Regions from separate parts of the Mus musculus genome. Here all the other regions are linked to region 7. The links are chromatin contacts, called in public Hi-C, HiChIP or PLAC-seq and promoter capture Hi-C maps. All regions are on one chromosome and are shown on one strand. The core of a region is the stretch at or near the end of the contact, and the rest is flanking DNA. Distances in the headings are between cores, read along the strand shown. Region 1 overlaps Atp8b4 (ATPase, class I, type 8B, member 4). Region 2 overlaps Atp8b4 (ATPase, class I, type 8B, member 4). Region 3 overlaps Atp8b4 (ATPase, class I, type 8B, member 4). Region 4 holds the start of Dut (deoxyuridine triphosphatase). Region 5 overlaps Atp8b4 (ATPase, class I, type 8B, member 4). Region 6 overlaps Atp8b4 (ATPase, class I, type 8B, member 4). Region 7 holds the start of Secisbp2l (SECIS binding protein 2-like).

Region 1 (3,544 bases), core at 111-2,610, 650 kb before region 7:
AATTGGTATGTTGTTCTGAGAGTAAGGATAATGTGCATGACAGCCAAGACGAAGAGCTCTGCAGTCTAGAAAGTCCTGGGAGCTCCCAAAGCGATGCTCACAATCGCCCCACAAATGCATCTTTCCCTCTGTTATGGCTCTGGTATCCCAGCACTCACACACCTGGATGTTCTGAACAGCAGCAGACAAAACAGACATACCGAGCAAAGCATGTCTGAGAAACATTTCTGTTTCTCACAGATGTCATCCTAGAACCCAGGGGCCACCACAGCAGAGTACTAGTCTTGATCAGGGCGGTGGCATTTTTCTAGTCCCACAACTTAATCCTGGAGCATTTTCAAGGATGATGCCAACACTCTAGTCTCAGGCTCTTCAAGTGGGTTGTTGACACTCACCATGACCTCTGATGGCCTCTGCTGGATATAGGGGAGTCCCTTTCCCTTTTCCCTCACAGATTTGCATAGGCAATGAATTGATTAAGTTATGAGAGTGTTTTTTATAAGTTCTTAAGAAATTTCATGGCTGTGGATTGATACTATTCCTCAGTGTTTTCTTTTCTTCTTTAACTTAACGAACATTTACACCCAATGAACCCTGGAGACAATGTATTTGGCTCTGAGGCCTCAAAGATATCCAGTAGATTATTCTCAAGTTTCTTCGGATGGGAATACTGCCTTTAAGCTTCCACTGGGTATCTGCTCGGGTTTTTCTCTTGCCCAGGAAGGCTGGGGGAAAGGTGTTTGTGTTGGAGCATGCTGCATGCTGCTTCCTATGTGGAGTCATAGCTGAATCCTTCCACCAATAACTGATAAAAGAAAAGACTAGGGGATAATGGAAGGTGGCGTTGGCCTGGTCCAGCTAGGCATCTGGACAATCACACTTTCTCTCCCTGTTGTATGTCTCTGCTATGGCCTCTCGGTAGTTTGCTCACACTACTAGCCCACCACCTCTGACAAAAGCTTGACCAAGGACTAGCAAGGCTATTGCTATAATTCTTTGCCCGTTCCCTTTCAGGATTATTGCAGAGTGCCTTAGAAAGTCTAACTCTAACTGTGTGCTAGATGCCTTTCACAACTTACTCTGCTGGATGGACACCATCAATCTTGTTCTCCCACACACACTCTTTAATGATAACTAAAAAAAGCCTCCAAGGAAGATGTTAGCAGTAGGGAAGAGAAGAGGGTGTGAGTGAGGAGAGGAATGGTCAGCGATATCAAAGGTGACATGAGAGGGTTTAGGAAGAGGTAGGAGGGTAGGTTTCCAGGGAGACAGAGTAGGGAAAGTTAGACAGGAGGGTTAAGGTACTCCCGTGTTCCAGTCTAAGTTGGGTGAGTGCTGGTTAAGAGACCTTAGCCACTAGGTGGCAGTGGAACCTTAGTCGCTTGTCTGAGGTTGAGGTGGCTCTGCCCCTGGTTTACTGCAGAGGAAGCATTAAACACAGCCAGATTCAATATTGAACAGTGACATTGCATTACCATCTACACAGAGCTCTGAGGAAAAGCTACACCAGATACCAACAGGCATCTTTATCCATGCACCATAAAGAGTTCTAATTATGCATTATTACAATAAGGAATTTTAGCTTGTGTTTAAAGTTATCTTTCTATCCTTAAGATGATAGCCGTAGCTCCAAAGGGCATTCACCTTTACCGCTAGCATGCCGTCTGCCAGGACATGGTGAAACTGGAACATATGACCGGAGATCAAGGCGAATCTACCCCCCAGCACAGATTCTTTTTTTTTTTTTGGGTCAGGATTAGGTGAGCGTTAGTGTAAGAGTGGGCCCCAGATGGACATATTCTCTGAGGGGGTTTGCATGGAACACACCGAGGGGCTCACAAAGCAGTTTCTGCCTTGACTGGCTTCTGTGGTGATTCCTTCAGAGCTGAGAGAGTCACCAGGATGCAGGGGCGTTTGTTCCTCTGGGAGCTATCATGGAGCCTTCATTTAAACAACTCTCATTGTCCCCCCCGCCCCCCGTTTTTGATAATTTAAACAACCCAGACAATTAACTGAGTGGGTTGATTTTGAACTTAAAATCTAAGACTTGAAGATAAAGCCATTATAATGTCTTTCTAAATAAAAGATTTTAGAGACTTGGACTGTCAACCTTTCAGATACACGTAGAGGTTTGTTAGGCTAAAGTTTCATAAGTTGCTGAAACTTAGGTCAGTTCTTTTTAGATGAATCCTCCAGAATTACATTTATTTTTAAATAAGAATTTTAATTTGAGAAAAAAACAAAACCAGCCAGAATTCTAAAAGTGAACTGTGATGTATTTTCTTCCTCCCCCTTTTGACATCTTTAGATGTTTTATTCAGTAAAATGTAGCAGAATTTTGGATCTTATTTTAGTATTTTTTGGAGTCTAACTGGGACATATTACCTTCAAAACTTGGTTTTATAGCACTGGTCACCACTGCTCTTTTTTTGTTTTGTTTTGTTTTCCCAATATAACATTTCTATTGATTCCCTGGAAATTTCACATCACGCACACTGATCAAACTCATTTCTCAGTCCTTCCACCCTTATGATCTCCCTTCAGGGAGGTAAAATAAAAAAAGTAAAAATAAAAATGAATAGAACCCCCTTAAGCCCAATTTGCGTTATCTGTGAACTCACTGGAGCATGGTCAAACTGTGACACCTGCCTCTCAAATAGGACTGAGCCCTTCCCGGCCGCACTCACGCCAGCCGTCAGCTGTGGAGAGTTATGCTTCAATGTCACCATCCACTTGCAAGAGTTCATTTTGGTGGCTTCCTGTCTAGGAGATGGCTCAGTCATTAAAGCCTAGGCTCACAACCAAAACTGGGTTGAAGTCTTTTCTAAAGCGTCATTTTCCAGAGCACCCTCTGCGCTCTTTGAGTGGGCCCCACTTTCTCTTGTCTCTCTCGTGTTTTACTCTTTCCCATTGCTGTGTGGGCCCCGCTTTCTCTCGTGTTTTACTCTTCCATCGCTTCCTCATCTCTTCGCCTTGCGTCCATGTTGCTCTTGTTTACTTTCATTTCTTCTTTTCTTTGGTTTTCCTTCTGTTTTATCCGCGCGTTCTCACCCTCTTGACTCCTTTCCTGCTTTAAGCGGCTCAGACACCAGCACACAAGGAGGGTTAATTCGCTCATTTATTGGAAAATGATCTCTGTTTTTCATAAGAAATTATTAAATCCAGAAAAATAGAATTCATATATGACTTTCGAAACTGGCAACCCAGATCACTAGTAGTTTGCACGTTGCCAGGAGACCTGCTCATACCCTGATGGTCCCAAAGCATGGGCACACAGAGTGGGAGGTGGTGCCTCCCTCCTCAGTGTTGCCAGGGCTATGAAGGAGGGGTGATGCATGGAGGAGAGGTTTCAACAACCCTGATTCTTACCTGTCCCTCTGTATTGGTTTCTCAACCAGGCTGACCTGCTGCTCCTGTCGAGCAGTGAGCCACACGGTCTCTGTTATGTTGAAACAGCTGAGCTTGACGGGTAAGTACTAAACCAGAGCGGCTGCTTAGGCTGTTTAACCTAAACGTCCTGAGCGACCAGAGGTGCATCTTCTGC
Region 2 (3,503 bases), core at 112-2,611, 540 kb before region 7:
CCTGAGCCTCTGATTTTGGGGCTGTGCTGGAGATGTTGTTTAAAAAGCAACACCTTCATATTTGTAAATTACATACACACAGAGACATATGCAGAGATACACATACAGACATAAACACACACACACACACAGACACACACACAGAGACATACACAGAGATACACATACAGACATAAACACACAGACTCACAGACACAGACAGACAGACATACACAGAGATACACATACAGACATAAACACACAGACTCACAGATACACACAGACACACAGACATACACAGTGATACACATACAGACATAAACACACAGACACACAGACATACACAGTGATACACATACAGACATAAACACACAGACACACAGACATACACAGACACACACACACAGACACACAGACATACACAGAGATACACATACAGACATAAACACAGACACAGACAGACAGAAAAACAGACAGACAGACATAGACACGCACACACACACACATACACACACACCCCAAACCAGAATAAATGAAAAGCTCAGAAGTCTCATGATAAGTTGACCTTCCTTAAGAGGGAGAACATTCTGAGTCTAATTTCTGAAAATTTCTCCTAATTCAGTTACTAGTGACTGCAAGATCTAGAGAGCCTCTAAAAGGGAAAGAGAGGTGAAAGACGGGGTATTGGGACTATAGACATAACATTCTATACAAAAGTATGCTCAAGATCCCGGGCTCTGTTCCCAACACTGTTACTAAAACAAAACAACCCCCTGACCCCCCAACTCACCATATGGCCCATGAAATTGAGTCAGTAATGAATTTTATCGGAATGTTTCTTGTTTACACGAGAACGGGAAAAAATTGATTAGTGTCTAGTGTCCTCTTTGAGGTGGAGAATGTTACGGCTTTAGGCTTAACGTTTCCTTTTGGAGTAAAGACAAAGATTCTCTTGTTGTAGCCGTTCAATTAAGTAACAAAAATGGCTTCCGTTTTACTCGGTGGCTGGGTGTCTGGAGTCTAATGCTTGGGTTCACGGTTGCACTGTGGCGCTCTTTCTCTCCAGATCCGCCGGTGGCAGAAAGCTCAGCGAAAGAAAAGACCCCTGCGAAGCAGAAGGCCTCAGACCCGCAGGTCGAGCTCTAGAAGATCTGGATACGCGTTTGCTCACCAGGAGGGCTACGGAGAGCTCATCACATCTGGAAAAAATATGCGAGCGAAAAGTCCAGCCCCAGCATCGGGGCTGGAAAAGAAGCTTTATAATAACACGAGCTGGATTGAAAATTTATGTAAGAAAACCACAGACGCGGTGAGCGGCTTTAGTCATGATAAGACAGTGAAATTGTGAGTCAAGATAGACTTGACCACAAAGCCGTCTTTTCACCTCATCTGGGGCTGAGCTTAGGCAGCTCAGGGGCCAGGAGCAGGGCAGATCACATTGCTTAACTTAAATCCATGGCCTCCAGCTGCCAACGCCTGTCAGATAGCGATGTTTTCTGCAGGATTCCAGGCCAGATGGGCACTGTCCAATCTGTGATTCTGTAGACCAAGGCCTCATGGGACAAGTACAGATTTTATTAACTTAAACACCAATCCATCCGAATTTTGAATCTTATTTATGGAAAAAAAAAAAAGGCCGTAAATTAGCATCTATGTTGGATGGGTCTTAGGTATGTAAAAGGTATGTTCCAATGATGTGTTTCAACCAAAAACGCATGTCAACAGATACACCACGTACGTGAAGAGTGCCTTTCCCAGATGCAATTGCAGAATTTAAAGTATGTGGTGTGGTGCTCTCAGATCGAGAGTGAGTCTTTCTCTAGACTTGAGCTCCCCTTGCCAGGATAACAAAGCCTTACATGCTCAGAGAATGCATTAAAAAGTCCGTGGGGTTATCTGTTTACAAACAGGGACAAAAGCAACTGAATGTTTCTGCCGAGGGGGCTGCTAACATGGTTAGGTTTATAGAGAGAGTGTTCAGACTGTTCCATGTGGGGACAAAATACAGTGGCTCCTCTAATGTCCCTAATGTGTCAAGGACTTGTGTGACAATGTCAGTAGTAATCCGTTGCATGTTACATGGATGCAGACAGAACCATCAGCGTGGTAGAACACTGCCCTTTATTGACAGTGTTCCATGCAGGCCATGGGCAAATGCTGCTGACAGATCCCATTTAAAAACTTGAAACTTGAAAGTCTCTACAGGCAGTCTCTACTGTTACCATTCACTCAGGCTTAGGCCATTGAGACTCAGTTCCTTTTAGTGTCTAGCTGTCCTGTTTATGGCTCAAACATCTAAATGTATAGATATATAGATGAAGCTGATTTTTAAAATAGACATTGCAGCCCAATTTGGGGATCTGTAGACAACTCACTAGGTTCTGTATTCAAATTGCTGCTGACACCCACTTACCTCCGTGATGGGGAGGTAAGGTGCCTTTCCTGAGACTCCTCTACAAAGTCAGGACGCACTACCTACCTCCCGTGGTTGATGACTATCAAGCACACATTCTCAAACCATCAGAAACACAACTCACATACGAATGTACTCATCAGGCTTTAGCTAACTCATCATCAGAGAAGCAGAGGGGAGAGACTTCAGGACCTGGGATGCCAGTCGCCAGTGGGACTGTCAAAGAAATGAGGTTGCTAAGTATGATAGAAAGCAAATAAAACTGTAGACTGGGGAATAGATTTATCTACAAGGAAATAAACAAAACCAAACAAAACCAACCAACCAACCAACCAACCAACCAAACAAACAAACAAAAAGTCATGTTTTCCAAAAATCAGCAATTAGCTCTCTAGCCTTCCTTCTCTGGGTTCCCAGGCAATTGCTGATCAACCAAAACTACTTTGCACAAAGAGCTTGTTAATCTTATGTGGTCTTGATGGATGATGGGCTGGGATGGTGTTAATAGGTCAGTGTCCCCTGCCCAATGGGTCTTGATTTCTAAGCCTAATGTTTTCTAAATGATACTCAGTGAGATAATCGGTATGCAGTAGCCTACTACCTAGAGCCTTTACCCATAGCAAATGCTTGTCATGATTCCTTTCTCTATACATATCTACCTAGAAAAAAAGGTAAGATTTTCATGTCTAATGATCAGCTAAAGTGTGCTTGTTTATGTTTTATAACAATTTTGAAGACTTTGGATATTTCCAGTAAATGTTTTACCATCGTTGGTGTTTGGTGTTTTCTTTCTTTCTTATTGGGAGCTCACTGGGGAAACTTTTTGCTATGTCGTGCTAGCTTTCTCAATTGAGTTCTCTCTCTCTCTCTCTCTCTCTCTCTCTCTCTCTCTCTCTCTCTCTCTCTCTCTCTCTCTCATCTTTTCCTCTACTTACCCCCCGTCCCTCCTTTATATGTCTGGAAAAAATATATGTCCTTTGTAGCACTGGAGTCAAGAATTAGATGAACCAAACGGATTCATGTGCAATACTAGAAATGGTCAATTTGGCAAGTTCAGCTCAAATTTTAAAAGGTCATTTATAAACAGATAGTTCAAGAGAATTGTGGGAGA
Region 3 (3,569 bases), core at 149-2,648, 620 kb before region 7:
ATAATGAAGTTTAACTTACAAATCAGGCACAGTAATAGATTAACAATAAAGTGAACAAATGTAAAAATTATAATCGCATAGTACAGTAAAAGTTATATAACATGGCTTTCTTGTTTCAAGGTATTACATTGTTCTGTGTGTACCCTTGTGTCTTAGTCAGGGTTTCTATTCCTGCACAAACATCATGACCAAGAAGCAAGCTGGGGAGGAAAGGGTTTATTTAGCTTACACTTCCATACTGCTATTCATCACCAAAGGAAGTCAGGACTGGAACTCAAACAGGTCAGGAAGCAGGAGCTGATGCAGAGGCTATGGAGGGATGTTATTTACTGGCTTGCTTCCCCTGGCTTGCTCAGCTTGCTTTCTTATAGAACCCAAGACTACCTACCAGCTCATGGATGGCACTACCCACAATGGGCCTTCCCCACTTGATCACTAATTGAGAAAGTGCCTTACAGCTGTATCTCATGGAGGCATTTTCTCAACTGAAGCTCCTTTCTCTGTGATAACTCCAGCTTGTGTCAAGTTGACACAAAACCAACCAGTATACCCTGCTTTGATATATGATGATATAATGTCAGAAGGATAGGATGAAGTGTGGTTGATGACTTAAGCATTGTGATAACATTACCTGGACACAGACACTTCAGTGCCCTACTAATAGATCTGGTAGCTAAGATGGCTGCTATGTGGATAGTGTATGCTGAGGAATGTATCAGCTAAGGGTCTATCACATCTCAGGTGTGGTAGATCCAGGCAGAGCAGGATAGGATGGGGTAACAGTTCACCCTTTGGGAGCATTACACAACTTAAAGCAAAAATTGTTTAATTTTGGAATTTTCCATCAAATATGTTTTGGATACAGTTAATTGTGGGTAACTGAAACTATAGGAAGTGAACCTTCAGTAAGGGGAGATTATTGCGTAATACCATAGTGAAGGCCAGGTTTGCATTGCCTGTAACAGATGCTGGGATTCTGGTTATTGTGTGTGTGTGTGTGTGTGTGTGTGTGTGTGTGTGTGTGTGTGTGTGTGAGTTGGGTTAGTCACTTAATCTTGCAAGCCATAATTTCCTAATTGGTGAAGTTAGAGACTAGAGGGCTAGAACCTACTCACTTGACACGGTCTGCCTGTTTAGGACAGGTTGGATGATGGGTCTGAACTGTTATTAGTCCTAACACCTCCCCATGTAAAGGAATAAGGAAACAGTAAGCTACTCTGCAAAAACCCGAGCCAGAGTGGCTAGTTAGGGATGCAGGGAGAGGGGCAGAAAAGTAAAACACACATTAAAATATATAAACACATGCAGAATTAAGATCTGTTCATCTTTCTCTCATAGGGTTTTATGTTAGTCATTGTGTGGTTTTAGTTTAGGGGAAACTCAGAGATGACCTGGTCTCATGTTACTCTGAGAGGGAAGTATTGTGCCCAGCCTTTAGAACTAGATGCACAGCATTCAGAATTCTCACACACCATCTAGCCCTCTTCCTGTAAAGATAAGAAATCCTACTCAGATCAGAAATAAATTGTAGGTCGGTGCTATTATTGGTGCAATTTTATGTTCTTTCAAATGCTCTTATTAATATACAAAGACATGAATTGAAGTTCAATGAGTAAAGACAGGACTAATTAAACTAAAACAAACCAATTCAGAAAAAAATCATGCATACAAGTGATTATAAACCTAGGCATCCAAAATGATATACACCCCTGATAGAATTCAGCTAAGTATCTGATAATGTGAGACACACACACACACATACACACACACACACACACACACACACACACACACACACACACACACAGGACTTTAAAGTTTTTTTTTTTTAGATCAGCAATAATTAAAAAACCTAGCCTATCAATAACAAACATGATGTCCAGGAACAAATCTGTCCTGCTGTGGTATGGAACTATATAAAAATAAAGCAAAACTGAATATGTTACAATATAATACCTTTAAAATGGGATTTCTGGGAAAAAACCATATTCTTATCATTGAGGCTGCCCTTAATTTTATGAAATACAGTTTTTTTCCAAGCAGTTAATACAATAGAAGCCTAAGAAAATCCCTTAATAAATTTCTATGAAAACTGATACCTCACATTGCAATAATCTTTTGGGCACCCCATTTGGCATCATAGATGACAGACATTTGGACTTAGTCCTTTGGCCACAGACTTCCCCTTTCTGGAGTTTGAATGTATAATCCATTACTGCACAAAGACTGCACTCTTCCTAGTAGACGGACAGTGACAAACTGTTTTTAGCCAGGATTGATCACGGTTTGTTTACTGCTTAGTGGAGACTTATTGCTGACTTCTTTTGAAAGTAAAACCAGATCAATGTCTCAGGACACATTTCTTCCAACTAGATATATGCCAAATATCTTCCAACTAGATATATGCCAAATATCTTCCAACTAGATATATGCCAAATATCTTCCAACTAGATATATGCCAAATATCTTCAGTAAGGAACCATTTACTCTGCGATGCAGATTGAGTTTCAAGTGAATGTGCCACAGAAAACACTCTACTGGGCTTTTTTAATAGAGAGAACCGCAGGCCCTTGCCTGAGGCTTTCTGATGAGCCAGCCATATCACTTTATGATGCTGAAAGGAAATACCTTGGGCACCAAGGTTTATGGGCAGATTTTCAGTGGAGGCATTTCTGAAGATTGCTAGGACCTAAGGACAAAGCACTTATATATTTTTGTTTTTAAAAGTCTTGAGGATTTTGGCAAAGCTTTGCGTGTTCATGTATTGACAGGTTCTCTCTGTCCTTTCTTCTTCTCTTTCATGTTAATGGACCACAGTGTGGAAGTAATCCGTCTGGGACACAGTTATTTTATAAACTGGGACCGGAAGATGTATTATGCTTCGAAAGCAATGCCTGCTGAAGCCCGGACGACCACTCTAAATGAGGAACTGGGCCAGATCGAATATATCTTCTCTGACAAAACAGGAACTCTCACCCAAAACATCATGACTTTTAAAAAATGTTCCATTAATGGAAGAGTCTACGGTAAGGGAATAGTTTCTCTTAATGATACCAAATAAATAAGTAAATAAGTAAATAAATAAATAAAAAAACATCATTCAAAACTAATATCCCCTTGCCCCCCCTTACCAAACCATCATGGCTTTCTTGTTAAGCATTGCTATGATACTTGACAGATAATGGACACCCATAAACTAGTTATTGCACACATTTGAAAGAATCTGATGAAACTTAGCATCTGTTGCCATCCATGGTAGACTGTTCCCTTTGATACCCTGTTCTGTGGATTTGTTCTGTAACTGCTCTGGAGGCCAAATTCCCTGGTTGTGCCCTAGGCAGTGTGATTTATCTTGTTAAGCCAATGTCTTTTGCTTCCTCCTCTATTCCCTGTGGGATCAATGTTAATATATGTGTTTTTGAGGATTTAGTATTTCCTGAAATGCACATTTCCTAGGGCACCTTCACCACTAATTTCCCCTTTGGATTCTTCTGTATGGATAAAGAATTTGTATTTGGGGATCCAAGCATCCTTTTTGCTCCTGGTCCATCTCAAGCTGGCATTGCCTA
Region 4 (3,709 bases), core at 248-2,747, 540 kb after region 7:
GGCACTTTCTTTTAGCTTTAGAAAGATGGCTTCAGGCCCTTAATCCTAGCACCTAGGCAGAGCAAGAAGACAAAACCCTGAATGTGGGAGTGGGGAACAGGGAGATGCCAACATTGTCTCTGCTATGTGTTCTGTGGTTTTTGTCTCTGAAAGTGAAGGCTGGCAAATTAGCATGAGGAGCAGGAAGGCAGACTTAATTCATAGAAAGAATATGAAAAGCCAACCAAAGAGCAAACATCTAACACTCAATGGGCCTCACTCCGCTAGGCACACTTCGAGCCTGCGAACGCATATAAACCTATACTTTACTTTTGTAACGCTTCTCTTGATGAGAATGAACCTCCCGAAGAAAATGTTAAAAAAACACAGGTGAGAGGCAGAGATGCACTGCATTCCCCCTGCCTTCCACGCTATGGCTGTGAACTTCAGTGGCCGAAGAGAGCTGGTCTCCCAGAGCAGCTCTTGGGGGTGGACTCTGATCACAAGCGATTTTAGAAAGTCCATCTACCAAATACTACTGTAGTCTCTTATTACTGCAGCTCCCTTCCTGATCCAACGAAACTTCAGACTTTACAATGAGCAGCGCTGGAAGTCTGGCATGTGGTAGAAGAGTACGTTCAGTCACACGGAATTTTCACTCTGTAACATCAGCCATTCCCAATACACAGCAAACACCCGCTTATGTAGAAAATGGCCATAGTATCTAATTTCTCCCAAGACAGGGCATGTTAGATGCATACATTCAGGTCATTAGGCTTGGTGACTTTACACTGAGCCACCTCATAAGCTAGCCCTGGATGGAGCTCCTTAAGTTCCCAGTCCTTGGACGGGATAAGAGAAGTACACAGCTTCCATAGATCCTTTTCCTAGACTTTAACGTGCACACTGCAGACAGTCACACTTCGGTCAAGAATAAGCCTTGCACATCCGGACCTTCCACTTGGAAAGGGTGGAGCGCACGCTGCACAGTAACGCTTTGGAAATGTTATAACCCTTTACTTTCCGCTCGCCCAAACCCCTACTGAATTTGCTCAAGGTGAACTCAGGTCTCTGCGGAGCCACGACTGCACCCGGGCTCGGTGTTTGCATTCCTGCCGTCGGGCCACGGCTCTCACCTGAATAGGTCGTAGCCGGCAGCGCGCGCGGACCCGCGGGTGGGCGCCGTGGCGTGCTCCGAGAGCCGCACGAAGCGCAGAGAAGCGCCATCCTCCGCTCGAGCCCTCTTGGAGGCAGAGACGGCCGCGGCATCTTCCGAGCAGGGCATGGCGGCGGGCGTGGAAAAAGCAGAAAGCAATGAGCGTGCGAGAGCCTACCCGCCGAAAATCTCCCGCCTGGACGAGCCCACCGCGCAGGACAGGGGACGCGGCCTTCCGCAAAGGGCTCGAGCGCGGCCTAGAGGAGGCACCGACCTCGCCAGGCTCCCCTCCTCGGGGTCCGCAATGGACTCGTCCCCGCGCTGCAGGCCAGGCCCTGGCTCACCGTTACCTGCTCAGACCAGGGCTCCCTCCAAGCGCGCTCCCGCTCCAACTCCCCCACTAGCGCGCTCTCTCGAACTGCCCTAATCCTCCCCACCCCGTGCGCGCTCCCGCCCCTGCCCCCCACCCCCTCACCAGCGCGCGCGCTCCCGGCCGGAGCTCCTCGGCTTCCTCGGCAGCTCCGGCTCCGCGCCGACCCGAGCGCACGCCCGCGGAGCAGAGCGGCCTGCAGGCGGGCGCGCAGCAGCACGCTTAGGAGAGGCATGGCGCTGGAGGCCCTGCAGGCCCTGAGGCCGCTGCCCCGCCCCGCGCTCCGCCTAGCGGCCCTCCTACGTGCTTTTCCTCGCCCTGACCTGAACAGATCTTTTGCCTTCCACCACCGGACCTGCAGGGCATTTTAAAATTCCTTGACCTCAGCCAAAGCAACAAGGAGCCAACCCCCACCCCCACCCCCACCCCCACCCCCACCCCCACCCCCTCGCCGGTAGTTGGGAGTCAAACTTTTTTTTTCCAGAGAGGATAATTAAAGATCTTTCTGGAGTCTCCGGTTTTATCTGGACTATACCATAAACACGTGGAACTCAAGTTGTGGTGCACTTCGATTTTCAAGATAAATAGAAGGCCCAAGGCACTTTTATAGAAATACCGACTATACATATTGGGGCGATTGGTTCCCCTGATGGGTGTGCAATACACTACACTTCTTGAAGCTCTTTTAAAGCATCTGTTATTGTGCAGTCCCACGATGTGTCTGTGTGTCTTGCAGGTCATTGCCAGTGCGAGGTTATCTTCTCCTTGTTCCTTCCACCTTTAGGTGGGTTTAGGGTTAGACCTGTGGTGGCCAGGCTCTTTACTCTCAGAATGTTTTTATTTACATTTCTTCTTATTACAGTCTGCACATGCATGTATTTTCTTGCCTAATGTCTACTTGTTGGTTAGATTCAAAGTCCATGAGGGAAATTGATCCAGCCTTTGTATTCTTGGAGTCTAACCGTGAGTTTCAAAAGCCCTCACAGGTGCGCCTGCCCCCCCCTCTTCCCTTCCCCCCTCCCTTTTCTCTTCTCCCCCTCCCCTTCTCCCTCCCCACTCTCCCTCTCCCTTCTACTGCTTCAGCACCATGCCCGCCTGCTCCACACCATGATAATGGACTAACCCTCTGAAACGGTAAGAAAGCCCCCAGTTAAATGCTGTCTTTATAGAGTTGCCTTGGTCATGGTGTCTCTTCACAGCAGTAGAACACTAAGACAGATGGTGATCGCATTGTTTAGTAAGGAGGGCTCCTGTGCATTATTTCTTCTCAGAAATCTTAATATTGGTGCTTAATCCTTTAAAACAAGATTATTGTTGGGCCTGGAGAGATGGTTCAGCTGTTAAGAGCACTCAGTGTTCCTGTATCAGACCCAGTTTGGTTAGCAACACCCACATTGGTGATTCACAACTGCCTGTGACTCAAGCTCCAGGAGACCCAACTATGTCCTCTGGCTTTGGAGGGCACCTTATACACACAAACAATCATGTCCACGGGAACAGATAGATAAACATATATTCTCTTCAGTTTTGCATATAAATGTGTATATGCTTTGACCACAATTCTCCAGTTCTTAACTGCTTACCCCATTTTCCTGACACCAAACCACTTCTTTCCATATAGTACCTCTCCTGGTGTTTCGTTTTGTTTATTGCAGGATATGTCATCACACTATGAACCCACAGATTGTGTTATTTACTGGACAGACCTGTTTCTAGTTGTGGTGTGGTCTAGCACAGACCTTTCATCCAAGAGCTTTCTGTTCATTGTAAACAGGATTAAGTGAAGTCAACCAGAGGTCAAGAGGCAGAGCAAGCAACAAGTTGACAGGAAGTGAACACAGGGGAAAAAAGTTCAGAGTAAGAGGATGTCAGGAAGATGGATAGAGAGACAAACAGGAATTTAAGGGAGGGACATTCAGCTTGAACAGTTTTTGAGATGGTGTGGAGAACTTCCTTTTGGGGACTTAGAAGGTCAGTTGGGTGCTTCCACTGCCCCTCTGAGCTAGTAGTCTTTCACTCCAACATCTGGCTCCCAAGTCGTCTTTGGTAAAATTGAATGATTGAGATTTTGTTAAAAACGTTTGTTTGCTTGTTTGAGTTTTCTCTTTTGAACCCACAGCATTTAACTAGACTTGCCTCCCTGAAGCTGGGTGGGCAACCATTATGTCTGTAGCTTCTCAGGGAGAGAGGCGGGGCTCTCTCTG
Region 5 (3,839 bases), core at 342-2,841, 580 kb before region 7:
TCCAGTGTTTCATTTCTGAGCCACCATGTTTTGTTCTCAGAAAAATTCATTAAATGACCCAGCTGCCTCCAAGTACCCACGCAGAGACACTAGGACTCTATAGCCCCTCTCTAAGCAGTAAAATCTTTAATCACTGGTACCTCTTGTAAATGGCTCTTGGGGCAGGTACTGAAAATTAGCTGTGTGATGTAGGCTGTTTATAAGATATTGGCCAGTTAGGAGTCCTTTCGTGGAGCAGAACATAACACTGACTGTGATATCATAGAGTCATTAATGACAGTAGCGACCAAATAGGTTTGAATGCTCAAGTTCTGTTATCCCGAGTAAACTGTTTTAGTAGGTCAGGTTTCTTCTCATAAATTGTAACACTCTAAAGCATTACATTTTGACTTCTGATGTGCATTTTGGTGCACACAGTTCCCTGTTTTCAGGGGGTTGATCGCTCTCTGAGCCGGTCCCCGATTTCTGATCGACGATAAAGGATCGACGTCTTTAACAGTCTGTGGGGCAATGAACTGGAAGCTTGAACTAAAAAGTTCACTCACTTCCTTTCTTCCTCACTCTCTGAAGGGCGGTGCTGTCTCCTTCATTACTCTCTGGTGGCATATCTTACTCCAACCTAGAGATAGCCTGTGGCTGGCTGTATATGTAAAGCCATTTGTTTTGATAACCAAGAACTAGGAATTTGGAGTCCTGGATCTGCCCCGGACTAATCAAGTGGCCTAAAGTCAGATAGCTAATCTGTCAGAGGCAGACCCAAGTTTCCAAGGAACAAGCAAGCTCAAAGCTCTGGCCTTTTACCAAAGTCCAAATTATTTTCCTTTAAACATAATGTCATAATTTAAATCTATTTCCTAACAGATCTCTTTTACTTCCTGCATCTAGAGTGCCAGGAAAGGACTGAGGAAAATGGCTCATCCCTCGCACCCCCTCTCTCCTTTGCAGGCTGAATGCATGGCTGAGCACAGCGCTCCCTCCCTCCGCTGTAGTGTGTTCAGATGGTATGGGCTGTGAGTGCTCTAGTCAACTCAACCCTGCCTATGGTTCTGCATTACAGCATTGTACTAAACTGCCCTCATTACAAAGCCTAGAAGGCAGAGCCCTTCTTTTCACATCTGTTTGTATTCTGAGGTCCAGTAGAATGTCGGATGCCCACACACTGTCCATCTTCACCGAAAGGTACTATGTGTAGCTTTCTTCCTTCCTGATGAATTGCATTTGCAAGAACCAGCTTGTGTTTGGAGAGCTGAGTTCCAGGAAGTAAGAGAAAGGACAGCTATGAACACCCACCCAGGTCTTACAGTGCACTCATTCCAGTCTGGCAGGGAGTGAAGGCCTTGGAGGGTGGGGGGAGCATTAGCAATTTTAGCAGAGCATAAAAATTGTTCTTTTTCTGCCTGGAAAGGGACTTGTGTCACATGTTAGGGAGACATTGTTGGGGAAAGCTCCTAAATAAGTAGAATTTCAGCCAGTGTGTTCATGAACTTCACCCTCCCTTGGAATGTTTTCGTTTTGCAAGGGGGAAATAGAGGTTGAGTCATTTACACAGCAAATGGGAGCCTCACCAAACAGGAAACCCTGGGAGATGTTTTTTTTTTGCTTCAGTGCCTTCTCAAAGCCCAGTTTATGAGATCTGCAGTGCCGTCAGAGACACACATTCATGTCTGGTATCATTTCTCCCATTCATCAGATGGCGCTGCCAGTTTTCATGACCATGATGAGCGTTCATTGGGTTGCTTATCTACCGAGGACATTGGAGCCTTCTGCTTGCAACAGTAATCCTCTGTGCCTGCTCTGTCTCCTTCCCCACAGTGCATTTCAAACAGCCTTCTAACCTTACACATCCTTTTGTTTGTTTCTGCAAACTGCCTGCTAACTGTCTGATATCATCCTTGGAACCAAGGCTGAGTGACAAGTCTAAGTGCAGGCACGATTTTGGTCCCGGACAGCAGAGGGCAGTGTTGAGCCAGGAAACAAGGTGACCTGCCTTTGCTTCTGGGTCTGCTTTTGTAGTTCATACATAAACTCTTGGTGATGCATTTTTATATGCATCACTGTATGTTAAATAACTCAAAAGCTGAAGGCATAATGCTTGTTTTAATATGACCATTCTCTCCCATCAGAGGATCTTCAGCATAAACTCATTGTAATAAATGCTTTCCACACTGGGCAGGACATCAAGAAGACAGTTCATTTTGCCATAAGTCGAAACATCTGCTAACCTATTCTTCACTTTCTGTTTTCTTCTGGAATTCATCTATACATGTAGTGGTATATTCACATGCAGGGGCTGGCTTGGGCATCCTTCTGCAGGGGACATCTGCCGGTATTCCTATGATGGAAGCTACTGTGGTCATGCCAACAGACCTGTTATTTATAACCTGGTCACCCACAGGTCTTCTGGGTGGGAATTTACCTTCCTATTAAAGACATTATCACATTTTTTAGGAGAACAGTAGAATGCCAGTTCTAATGGGCTTATGTCATCATATAAGCTACTGATTAGGTCTTTAGCATTGCGAGGAATTTCTATTTGTAAAAACCCCATGTTTGGAGTTTGGAGTTTCTCACAAGGTCATTGTTATCATTTAAACTTATGAGGATTTTATTTTTACTTAAAATATTTTTCTTTTATTTTATAATAATAAATGGCATCATGAATCTCTTTCAAAGTTAAACAAAATGTGTTTATAAGTGGACTATTGTTTTCAGCCAGGTTATATAATGATGAGCGCATGCGCGCGCGCGCGCGCGCGCACACACACACACACACACACACACACACACACACACACACACACGTATGTACGTACGTCAGGAAGAAAGGGAGAGGGAAAAATGGAGAAAAGGAAAGAGAGAGGGAAGGAGGGGAGTGCTCTGTAATGAGAAGGTTTCATTCATCGCCTTTAGTTTTTGTTTAGCATATTGAAAAACACCGTTTTTCCAGAGAGTGGTTCTTTATACACCAAAGCTATCAAGATTCCTTGGTTAAAGCCAGTTTTTAGGTAGTGTAAAATGTTTGAGGTAGTTCTGTTTTCTCTGTGTTTAGCTGCCTAGTTCCTTGTGCTCCCCCAGCCCCTGCAGGATTGACATGCACTGCTGTCTGGCCTTCCCTCTGCTTGGTGGCCTAATACCTGGGCCTTACGCTGAAGAGTGGTAGCATGAGTTCATTTCCAGGCCGGCCTCTTGGTTCAGTTATAGACAAGCTCTGTGTGCTTTGTTATGCCTTTTTTTAATTCTCTTATTCTTTAAGGAAAGCAAAGGAAAATTTGCTTGGACAAAGCACGAGTTTTTCCAATGGACATGCAGTTTATGACAACAAGCAGCGGTTGGGGTTGGACGCGGGTGCAGGAGAGGCTGTGACAGGAGAATATGCCTTAGTCATAAATGGCCACAGTTTGGTGAGTTTGCCCGAGGCTGTTCTTCTCTTTTTCTTTACTCCAGCAATCATCTCTTTTGTGCTGCCTTAATGAGAGTCTCCTTTGTGTTTTTCAAACAAATGTCACTACAAGAGATAGGGCGTGCACAGGATTTCCTGTTTGCAGAAGGAAAGACTTCCAGTGTGCCTTTCAGACATCATTGTTTGAAGGATCGCACTGGATGTGAGGCTCTGGAGAAACAGTTCGCAGGGAGTCTATGAGTTCTGCCTAAACGGTTACTTCCGTTGCTTCGCAGAACGGTTTAAACGCTTTTGGAAGACGGTGGGGGATGGCGCAGATCAGTTTTTCAGTTACCGTTCTTGCGAAGGTTTGTGATTTGCGAGTCATAACCTGACCTTCACAGAATTACCACGCCAAATCATTGCCATTAAGATACCTCTGGTGGTTTTTCTAAATAGC
Region 6 (3,873 bases), core at 434-2,933, 670 kb before region 7:
CAATGACTATGCTGCATAGATAGAATTTTTAAGGGTTGAGTTTCTAAAGGGCAACTATTTCCCCAAATGAGGTGCATCTTGATATAATAGGGTGTTGTAACGCTTTCAAAGTCTGCACATGGAGTTTTTAGTAGTAGACCTATTTTCCTTTAAGGTTTATATAACACAGAGAACTGTGAAAGATCCTTCAAAGCGCCTCTCACACAATATTGAATCCAGGTTTGGTAAAGGAGGTTGACACCACACACCCCTCAGCAAACAAGGTGGGAATCCAGCTCTTTCCCCCTCACAGTTGTCCTCTGGCCTTTTACTCTCCCTTGTCCTCCAGTGTCTGGTGCACAGTGTGTCTGGCCCCATTGTCTTTCCTCAGCATCTGGGGCTCATCATGTGTGTCTCCCCATTGCCCCTCAGTAAGGCTCGAATTGTTCTTGGCTCCAATTGGATCCCATTCCTGTTGTAACCTGATTCTCTTATTATAGACAACAATGGGACTTACTCATGCAGCAGGCCCTATTGTATCTCTCCTTTATAAAAAGTATTAGATTGAGGGTTCAGAAAACCCAAGCCAAAACTCCAGAGATCTTGGGGGGTGGTGAGACTATTAACTTTAGAAATGTAGTCTTGTTTCAATCCAAGCTCAAAGATTGTCTATACTGAAAAGATGTTTTTTGATAGTATTTGGTTGATTGCTCACTTGCATCAAGGCTTCTTCCTAAAAGTTTCTACTATTGGATCGTTCTGCCTTCAGGTCCCTGAGATATGCTTAGTGGGTTAATTTTCTCCATGAATTTTAAATTAGCAGATGAATGGTCTATTATGGATAGAAATGTTGGAATGTTAAGCTTATGAATGAAACACTGAAGTTACTTTTGACCTTGCTTTCTAGATCCAAGTTAATTTATATTTGACACATTCTGTTGTTTTGTGTCCCTTGTCTTTGCCTTTTCTGTTCTATTCCTCTGTGCAACGGTCTTTTCAGATACAATTGTGATTGTATTACTATATTCTACCATGCTGGCAGCCTTTCTAACCTCCAACCTACAGAACTTATGGGTGTGGTCTTATTTAGAATAAAATTGTTTACTTTTGCAGGTATAATTTAGATGTTGAGGTAAGATGACCCTGGATCAGGGTATATACTAGACTCAACCACAGATATCTTGAGATAGAGAAAAGAGGGCAATATGGGGGCGGAGGGAGAGGGACAGGGGAGGAGGAGGAGGAGGAGGAGGAGGAGGAGGAGGAGGAGGAGGAGGAGGAGGAGGAGGAGGAGGGAGCAGGTAGCAGGCATTCGACCTACCTAGCCCCACAAGAAGGGACTCAAGGGCTACTGGAAGCTAGCAGGGAAAGCAGACAGACCTACCCCCTTTTCCTGAGGGATTCCATTCTTGCGCACACCCTGCTAACAGACCATCCTACTCCTTTAAGCCATGTATTCGGAGTGATTCGTTCCCTCAGTCCAGAGAACACTTAAAGCAGGCCAGTGACTTCTAAATTAGACCTAAAGACAAAAGAAGCTTGGAAATGTCCTCGCTGTTGAGATGAGTCGCAGGTGCAATTGACCAGTTACTAAAATAAGGAAGTGCGGGGAGATCCCAGGAGACGGGAACTGAATGTTGCTGGGGGAACGGAATGGACTCCAAAGGACGGAGGAAGAATTGTGCTCCATGCCAGATGGGCAAACTACCAGGTCTGCCTGGCTCTAGACGCTGGCATGGAGGGTAGAGATGGCCCGCGGGGCCTGCACAGACCTTGCCTTCCGAGCAAGGCGTTTTGAATTGGCTGGTTGACAGTTTGTGTTCGCCCCTGGCCCCATCTGGTGTCCTTGTCCCTCCCAGGCATGTGTGTTCAGATTGGCCTCCCCTTCACACTGCTAAATTTAAGGCTTCATTTAGAATCAAATGCTCTCCTGGCCGGCTGCCTGAGGAGTCACATGTGGAATGCTGAGGCACTTAGGCAGGGGGATGAGGCCCTTGCTTTGGGAGAGGGGGTCTGGAAACCATATGAACTGTAAATAGTTTTAGAATATAAAAAATATTAAGTCTTCTGCCAGAAGGAAAGAATTGTTCCCCACTCCCCCTTCCTTGACTTAGTTATTAAGTGTCTGTTGGAAATTACTGGCCCTGATCGCACAGTCTGTTTACTGTCTCTATCAGCCGACAAGGGGCGTCAACTCTTTAAACACTTGCACAGTAGAACTAGGATCTGAGATCATAGAGCCCACACTTAAACTGCTACGTGCCTGATTTTGGAAGGAAATTTGCTTTCTTCCATATAATTTTTCCCACTGAAAGTTTAATGAAACAAATAATACAATATATATGTAAAGATATAAGAAAAAGACAAATTAAAACTAGAAAACAGGACGTGCACTCTTTTTTCCTGTGCCCCAGGATACACAGGTTCTAAGCTGCTTCTGGCCCCAGGGACAGCTCAGTGAGCGTCCTATTTTCTTGGTTGTCATTTTGCTTTTACACCCAACCCTTCATTACAGAGGGAAATTCCAAAAGGCTTTTATTTTCCTTGTGCGTTAGTTCCCTTGGCTGAGGGGCTGCCCTCTTTCTGCTCTCAGCCTGGCAGGGGCAGCCTCTCTTTCTGTTTTGGAGACTAGCTGCTGATTCTTCAATCTTCGCTTTCTTCTTCCTTTCTCTCCGGACTGCAGCATGTCTCTTCTTGCATCTCCTTTTAAGGACGAAGACCAGGGAACTTTGGAGTTGAGAGACAATGAAGGAAAATAGTATTCAACAATCATGGCAGAGAACATTTGAGAACAGTGGCTATTTAAAACTGCAGATTTGAGTGTTTTTGTTTTTCTTTTAAACTTTATTTATTGTAATTTTTTATTTCTAGAAATTAGAATATAACTCCATCAATCTCCCCCTTCCTGTTTCTCCCTCCAATCCCTCCCAGGTACCCACCTATTCTCTCTCAAAGTTATGGCCCCCTTTTCTTTAATTGACTTTAATTTTTAATTAAATTTTATTTTATTTAAAAATTTTATTTATTTTATTAAATATTTTAAGTTTTCTTTATTTTTTAAAAAGATTTTTATTTATTATTATACTTAAGTACACTGTAGCTGTCTTCAGATACACCAGAAGAGGGCATCAGATCTCATTATGAGTGGTTGTGAGACACCACGTGGTTGCTGGGATTTGAACTCAGGACCTTTGGAAGAGCAGTCAGTGCTCTTACCCACTGAGCCATCTCACTAGCCCTTAAGTTTTCTTTAATTTAAATGTAATATATATCATATATGTGTATCATATATTCATATATATATGTATATGCACACACATATGTATTTACCAAATATATAAATATAACCTAATCAGTGCATATAATGTTACTTGTATGTATATCATTTTGGGACTATCTAGTGTTGAATAATCGATAGGGAAACTCTTCCTTGGGAAAGACTTTCTCTTTCTCTTAGGATCTCTTAGTTGCCTATAGCCCCATGTCTAGGGTTGGGGCCCATGAGATTCCTCCCTTCCATGTTAGCATGTTGGCATTGTCTCCATTTAGGCAGTATGTTGTTGAGGCTTCACGGTGTAGCTTCCATGACATTTTTAGGAGACACAGTCTGACATCTGACTTCCTGTTTCTCTGGTTGTTGCAATCTTTCTGGCCCATCTTCAGCCTCTCATTTCCTGAGCCTTAGGTGGGAATGTTGTATTGGAGATGTATCTATTGGGACTGGGCTCTACAACTCTGCATTTTGATTGGTTGTGGTTTCCATATTGGTCTTTATCAGTTACAAAGAGTCGTTTCCTTGATGGGAGATGAGAGCTACACTGATTGTGGGTATAAGGACAAATGTTTAGAATATAGTTGAGGATTATGCTGGCTTAGTAAGGTGGTGGCTATCAG
Region 7 (3,769 bases), core at 694-3,193:
CTTTGCCTCTAGCCCAGGCAGCTCTTGTCTTCTTCCTCCCACTGACCTCGTCTCCGTTACTTGATCTCCATTACAGATCGTTCCTTGCTTGATCTGTTTGGAACTTGTTCTCTCACGTCTACCTTCTCCAGCTTCAATCCCCATTCCTACTGAACCTACATTACATCTCCTTTGGAATTACTTGCTGTGTGTGTCTTGCCCACAGGACAGATGTGGCCTTTGCCCTTACTATGTCTCATTAACTGCTGAACTTCCTTCCAGTGATTAGCCTTGTACTTAGCACTGTGAATATATTAACATGTGTTGCTAAATGAAAGAAGTCATTTGTATCACATGTAAAATAGTTCTTTAAATTTCTTTGTTTTATCCATAGATTTATTATTCTCTTCTTTTTTTTATTATTTTCTTCTAATAGCCAACAGCATTCTCCCTTTTAGGATTACATTACATTAATATGGCACTGTGACACTTCTTGTTTCTACAGTTCTTACACTTTACCTAAATATTGGACTTAGAATATTCTCATCAAGAACAATTTCAGTCGCAAAAAATCATACAATATGGAACGATATTTAGAGACTCTGTATTTACATTTCCTCTTACAGATCCTTCAAAGAAGGGGAAAACCTCAAATACCGTACTGCATTAATGACTTTTTAACTCAGGCTGGGTGTCTTGCAGCTAAAGACCACCGGTAGGGGCACAGCTCATCTCATCTTGCTGTCAGAAAGGAGGGTGAGCCGCTGTGGCTTATGTAACTGCCCTGTATAAATAGCTTTGCTTTGTGGATCAGCCTTAAATTTCTTCTGCAGCCATTGAATCCTGAGCAAGGGTTTGTAATAGACTCTAAGGAATCTGACATTACACAGCTCACACATTTTCAACACAAATGCATGTGCAACTGAAATAAAAGTGTGCATACAGTGGAAAAACAAAACCAAATGCACGAAACTCTCATGTACAGGCATAAGTGTTTCTCCATCATGTGGTTTGCAGACCAGCCTTCATATGTCCTGTAGACAAAATGCATTCATTTAAGCTGGCAGAAATACAGCTTCCACACTAACATAGCCAGGATCTTTACAGACCACTCTCTCCTTACAGACTTGGATTAACTGAAAAGGCTTTATGAACATCTCCCAAAGCGTGATGACGAAGCAGATTTCTTAGATATCCTTTTCCCTTTTCCAGACATAGATCCCCTGGCCAGTGACCCTAACAGCAGCCAACTCTACTCTCTTTCTTCACTGAAGTATATATAATTCAGCTGACCGACGTTATCAAGCCAGAACTCTTGTGGAGAGCTTGTGTGTGTTGGAGGCTGTCTAACTCCCCAGAGGGAATCTACCAGTAGGGTTTAGTTTCAAGGCAAACTCTAGTCTTTAAGGAGCTGATGACCTGGAGATTAAAAGGAACAATTCTTAACCATATGGGGAAAGCAGAGGAGAAGATAATCTCTTCTTGGGTAGTTATGCAGGTTTTGGGTAAAAATAGGGTTCGAAATGGGCAAAATCAGCCTGGAGTTGAGGCTAGATGTGAGTCTGGAACCGGGACAATAACATTAATTAATCATTATTTGTGGAGATTTTTTAACAGGGCTTCTTACCTATGGCTGCTACTCTGTGTATGCAATTTATTTGTGCAATTTTCAAAGGGCAAGATTGTTCGTTCTTTTCATTCTTTTAGAGTACTGACAGGATCACAGGACTAGTGAGCAGCTACAAGCTCTTCCAATATCCTGAGTAGGTTTTGCCTTCTGAGCAGTCTCTGAGGTCCCGGCAAAGTGAACACATGCGTCCTGAGTTCCAGGCAGCCCAACCTGCCTAGGTGGGAGTGGGAGGAGTAACCCAACCAGGCAGTGCCCCTGGCCTTGGCTGCCCGCTAGCCACCCCCCTCCCCCCGCCCCCGTCGCTCCTCGGCCATCCCCGCCCCTGCGTATCTCCATTTCCTACTGCGCCTCCGCCCTTTCGGTCCCGCTCGGCTTCCGTCCCAGATGATCCCTCCCCGGGGCGGCCGCCGCCTCCCCCGCCTTGAGCTGGAGCCGCCTCCCCAGCCAGTGGCGTAGCCGAGTCGGCGTCCGGCCGGCTGTGCGGAGTGGACCGAGCCCGGCGGGACCGAGCGGGGGGCCATGGAGAAAGCGGCCCGCGGCGCTGCGCACACCGACTAGAGCCGGCGCCTGTCGCCGGCGCCATGGACCGAGCGCCGGCCGAGCAGGTACGCAAGCGCCCGGGCTGCTCTCGGGCCTCCGGGCCGGCAGGCCGCCGAAGCTGAAAGGCCGGGGGAGGTGGACCGGCGGAGCTCAGCGGCGACAGCGTTGCCCTTGCAGCAGTCTGGAGTGTATTTCTTTTATGAAGAGACTACCGTGGTTTACCCTTGTTTTCCTGTCTAGTTACTTTGCAAATAATTATTCTTTTAAAATGGAGCAAGAGTTCAAGTTGAGTCCATATTCGTATTCGCACAGTAGTTCCATTAGTGGTCTGTTAGTGTTTTGATTGCATCGAATTCTTTCTGGAAGAGTTGGGAGGAAGGGCTAATGGCAGGGTGAAAAATAACTTAGAAGAATAGTGTCATGCTTCCTCCTCCTCCCCAGTATTTTACAGCTTCCCTGGAAACGACTTAATTTGACTGAGTGTGATTTTTGTTCGCTGTCAATTTCCCTCTACCAGGACCTTGGTCAGTTAGTCACATAGTTGAAAGGAGAACACTGGTGACTTGCCTGTTAGTTTTGCGAATAGTTAATTAACTCGAGTAAATGAGATACCATCTCCCAAGTTTCTGTTTATACATAGTTAACGACAGTTTTGGTTTTGAATCGCACACTTTTCAAGCCAAAACACAGCTTTCTAATTTTGAACACTTCGCCGTTTCTGTTGTTGATTCTTGTCGTATTGTCCATTCTATCCTAGACCTCTTATGAAAGATTTCTCCTCTCTCAGCACTTTCCACAGGACCTTACCACACAGATTTAAAAAGGAAAGCAAATCTTCCAGAGATTAGAAGTTTATTTTTATTAAAGAACACCAATTACCAAGAGAAAATTGATGTGGGACCACTTGGAAAATACACACTTCACTGTGGCCCGGAGTATTATGTTACAGTATGTAGTGAATTTATTAAAACATTGTTTTTGAGAGTAATTCTGAAAAAGGAACCTGAGATTTCCAGCCTTGACGAAGGAAAAGGAAATTTCCTTGCGCGTGTGTCTCTAATGAAAGGGTGGGATGTTTTTGTCCGTCCTGGGCACTCTGGAAGCACTAATGCATATGTATACTCACTTATGTCTCCTTTCATCTTAGAGGAAATGTAATTACCTGGTTAGATGGTAACATTTAGCATGGCACTCCTCATGTGATTACCCTAAGAGCAAGTGTAGCAGATTATCTAGAGAGTATCCTCTTCTGTCATTCCACAAACTCCACCATGTACTTAAATTCTTGGAAATCTGAGAGCTAGGGAAAAAAAGCCATGCAGAAGGATTTGATAACGAAGGGTTTTTGTTTGTTTGTTTGTTTGTTTAAACCTCCAGTACCTCTTGCCTCAGCTTGGCCTACAGTCAGTACAAAACAGCCTTAGTTAGGTAAAGGCCCTCAAGAACTATTTGTGATATGTGCCAAATTCCCATCCCCTCCCTAGTGTTTTGGTTTTTCCTTTTAAACCATTGTTGGCTTATGTTCAGAATTTCTGAAAATGCCTACAGCATTAGCTGTTGTCGTGCTTAGCAGTTTGCATAAGTCAGTTTTTTATAATTGTACTCAACACAGACTTGTTG

Evidence for each region. Promoter capture Hi-C pulls out the DNA fragments that hold promoters and counts their contacts. Hi-C and Micro-C count contacts between places; a contact is called where the count stands out from the background. HiChIP or PLAC-seq counts read pairs in DNA pulled down with a chosen protein or histone mark.
Region 1: a promoter capture Hi-C map of the 3T3-L1 cell line shows a contact between it and region 7, with 15 times the contacts expected there. The contact joins the enhancer-like site here to the promoter of Secisbp2l in region 7. A contact is called at or near these places in 16 of 39 promoter capture datasets (the 3T3-L1 cell line, 3T3-L1-derived adipocytes, the C10 cell line and 9 more), 2 of 484 Hi-C or Micro-C datasets (the HPC-7 cell line and palatal mesenchyme) and 6 of 115 datasets of contacts at active chromatin or transcription factors (the SCID.adh cell line, astrocytes, embryonic forebrain and 3 more).
Region 2: a promoter capture Hi-C map of the 3T3-L1 cell line shows a contact between it and region 7, with 4 times the contacts expected there. The contact joins the enhancer-like site here to the promoter of Secisbp2l in region 7. A contact is called at or near these places in 5 of 39 promoter capture datasets (the 3T3-L1 cell line, cranial neural crest, hematopoietic stem and progenitor cells and 2 more) and 1 of 115 datasets of contacts at active chromatin or transcription factors (pancreatic cancer cells).
Region 3: a contact with region 7 is called in a promoter capture Hi-C map of the HPC-7 cell line, with 7 times the contacts expected there. The contact joins the enhancer-like site here to the promoter of Secisbp2l in region 7. A contact is called at or near these places in 7 of 39 promoter capture datasets (the HPC-7 cell line, the SN4741 cell line, cranial neural crest and 4 more) and 4 of 115 datasets of contacts at active chromatin or transcription factors (acute myeloid leukemia, cardiomyocytes, large pre-B cells and 1 more).
Region 4: a Hi-C map of muscle stem cells shows a contact between it and region 7, with 2.2 times the contacts expected there. The contact joins the promoter of Dut here to the promoter of Secisbp2l in region 7. A contact is called at or near these places in 6 of 39 promoter capture datasets (the 3T3-L1 cell line, 3T3-L1-derived adipocytes, the C10 cell line and 2 more), 3 of 484 Hi-C or Micro-C datasets (muscle stem cells, olfactory sensory neurons and uterus) and 3 of 115 datasets of contacts at active chromatin or transcription factors (effector CD8 T cells, embryonic forebrain and pro-B cells).
Region 5: a promoter capture Hi-C map of the HPC-7 cell line shows a contact between it and region 7, with 7 times the contacts expected there. The contact joins the enhancer-like site here to the promoter of Secisbp2l in region 7. A contact is called at or near these places in 16 of 39 promoter capture datasets (the 3T3-L1 cell line, 3T3-L1-derived adipocytes, the C10 cell line and 9 more), 2 of 484 Hi-C or Micro-C datasets (Sertoli cells and embryonic stem cells), 5 of 115 datasets of contacts at active chromatin or transcription factors (astrocytes, embryonic limb bud, fibro-adipogenic progenitors and 2 more) and 1 of 9 other capture datasets (embryonic stem cells).
Region 6: a contact with region 7 is called in an H3K27ac HiChIP or PLAC-seq map of cardiomyocytes, with 5 times the contacts expected there. The contact joins the enhancer-like site here to the promoter of Secisbp2l in region 7. A contact is called at or near these places in 11 of 39 promoter capture datasets (the 3T3-L1 cell line, 3T3-L1-derived adipocytes, the HPC-7 cell line and 8 more) and 6 of 115 datasets of contacts at active chromatin or transcription factors (acute myeloid leukemia, astrocytes, bone marrow-derived macrophages and 3 more).

What each region holds. Positions count from the first base shown.
Region 1 is chr2:126,427,282-126,430,825 of GRCm38.p6, reverse strand. It overlaps Atp8b4 (ATPase, class I, type 8B, member 4), which reads left to right. Exons shown (of 28, transcript NM_001080944.3): 8 at 3,399-3,469. Among named protein-coding and RNA genes, the nearest start is that of Atp8b4, 62 kb to the left of the region's middle. Within about 2 kb of position 1,360, at least 18 of the 459 cell types and tissues checked have an H3K27ac peak or open chromatin away from gene starts, as enhancers often do.
Region 2 is chr2:126,320,634-126,324,136 of GRCm38.p6, reverse strand. Atp8b4 (ATPase, class I, type 8B, member 4) reads left to right here. Exons shown (of 28, transcript NM_001080944.3): 28 at 1,046-3,164. The coding sequence ends at 1,327. Among named protein-coding and RNA genes, the nearest start is that of Atp8b4, 170 kb to the left of the region's middle. Within about 2 kb of position 1,361, at least 36 of the 459 cell types and tissues checked have an H3K27ac peak or open chromatin away from gene starts, as enhancers often do. A contact at or near this core is called in pancreatic cancer cells, where this site is marked.
Region 3 is chr2:126,397,045-126,400,613 of GRCm38.p6, reverse strand. It overlaps Atp8b4 (ATPase, class I, type 8B, member 4), which reads left to right. Exons shown (of 28, transcript NM_001080944.3): 13 at 2,818-3,026. Among named protein-coding and RNA genes, the nearest start is that of Atp8b4, 93 kb to the left of the region's middle. Within about 2 kb of position 1,398, at least 7 of the 459 cell types and tissues checked have an H3K27ac peak or open chromatin away from gene starts, as enhancers often do. A contact at or near this core is called in the HPC-7 cell line and acute myeloid leukemia, where this site is marked.
Region 4 is chr2:125,245,303-125,249,011 of GRCm38.p6, reverse strand. Dut (deoxyuridine triphosphatase) reads right to left here and starts at 1,497. Exons shown (of 6, transcript NM_023595.6): 1 at 1,116-1,497. The coding sequence starts at 1,264.
Region 5 is chr2:126,361,318-126,365,156 of GRCm38.p6, reverse strand. It overlaps Atp8b4 (ATPase, class I, type 8B, member 4), which reads left to right. Exons shown (of 28, transcript NM_001080944.3): 21 at 3,254-3,401. Among named protein-coding and RNA genes, the nearest start is that of Atp8b4, 130 kb to the left of the region's middle. Within about 2 kb of position 1,591, at least 63 of the 459 cell types and tissues checked have an H3K27ac peak or open chromatin away from gene starts, as enhancers often do. A contact at or near this core is called in 3T3-L1-derived adipocytes, the HPC-7 cell line and fibro-adipogenic progenitors, where this site is marked.
Region 6 is chr2:126,448,666-126,452,538 of GRCm38.p6, reverse strand. All of the region lies in intron 6 of Atp8b4 (ATPase, class I, type 8B, member 4), which reads left to right. Among named protein-coding and RNA genes, the nearest start is that of Atp8b4, 41 kb to the left of the region's middle. Within about 2 kb of position 1,683, at least 44 of the 459 cell types and tissues checked have an H3K27ac peak or open chromatin away from gene starts, as enhancers often do. A contact at or near this core is called in cardiomyocytes and stem cell-derived neural progenitor cells, where this site is marked.
Region 7 is chr2:125,781,044-125,784,812 of GRCm38.p6, reverse strand. Secisbp2l (SECIS binding protein 2-like) reads left to right here and starts at 1,943. Exons shown (of 18, transcript NM_177608.3): 1 at 1,943-2,214. The coding sequence starts at 2,191.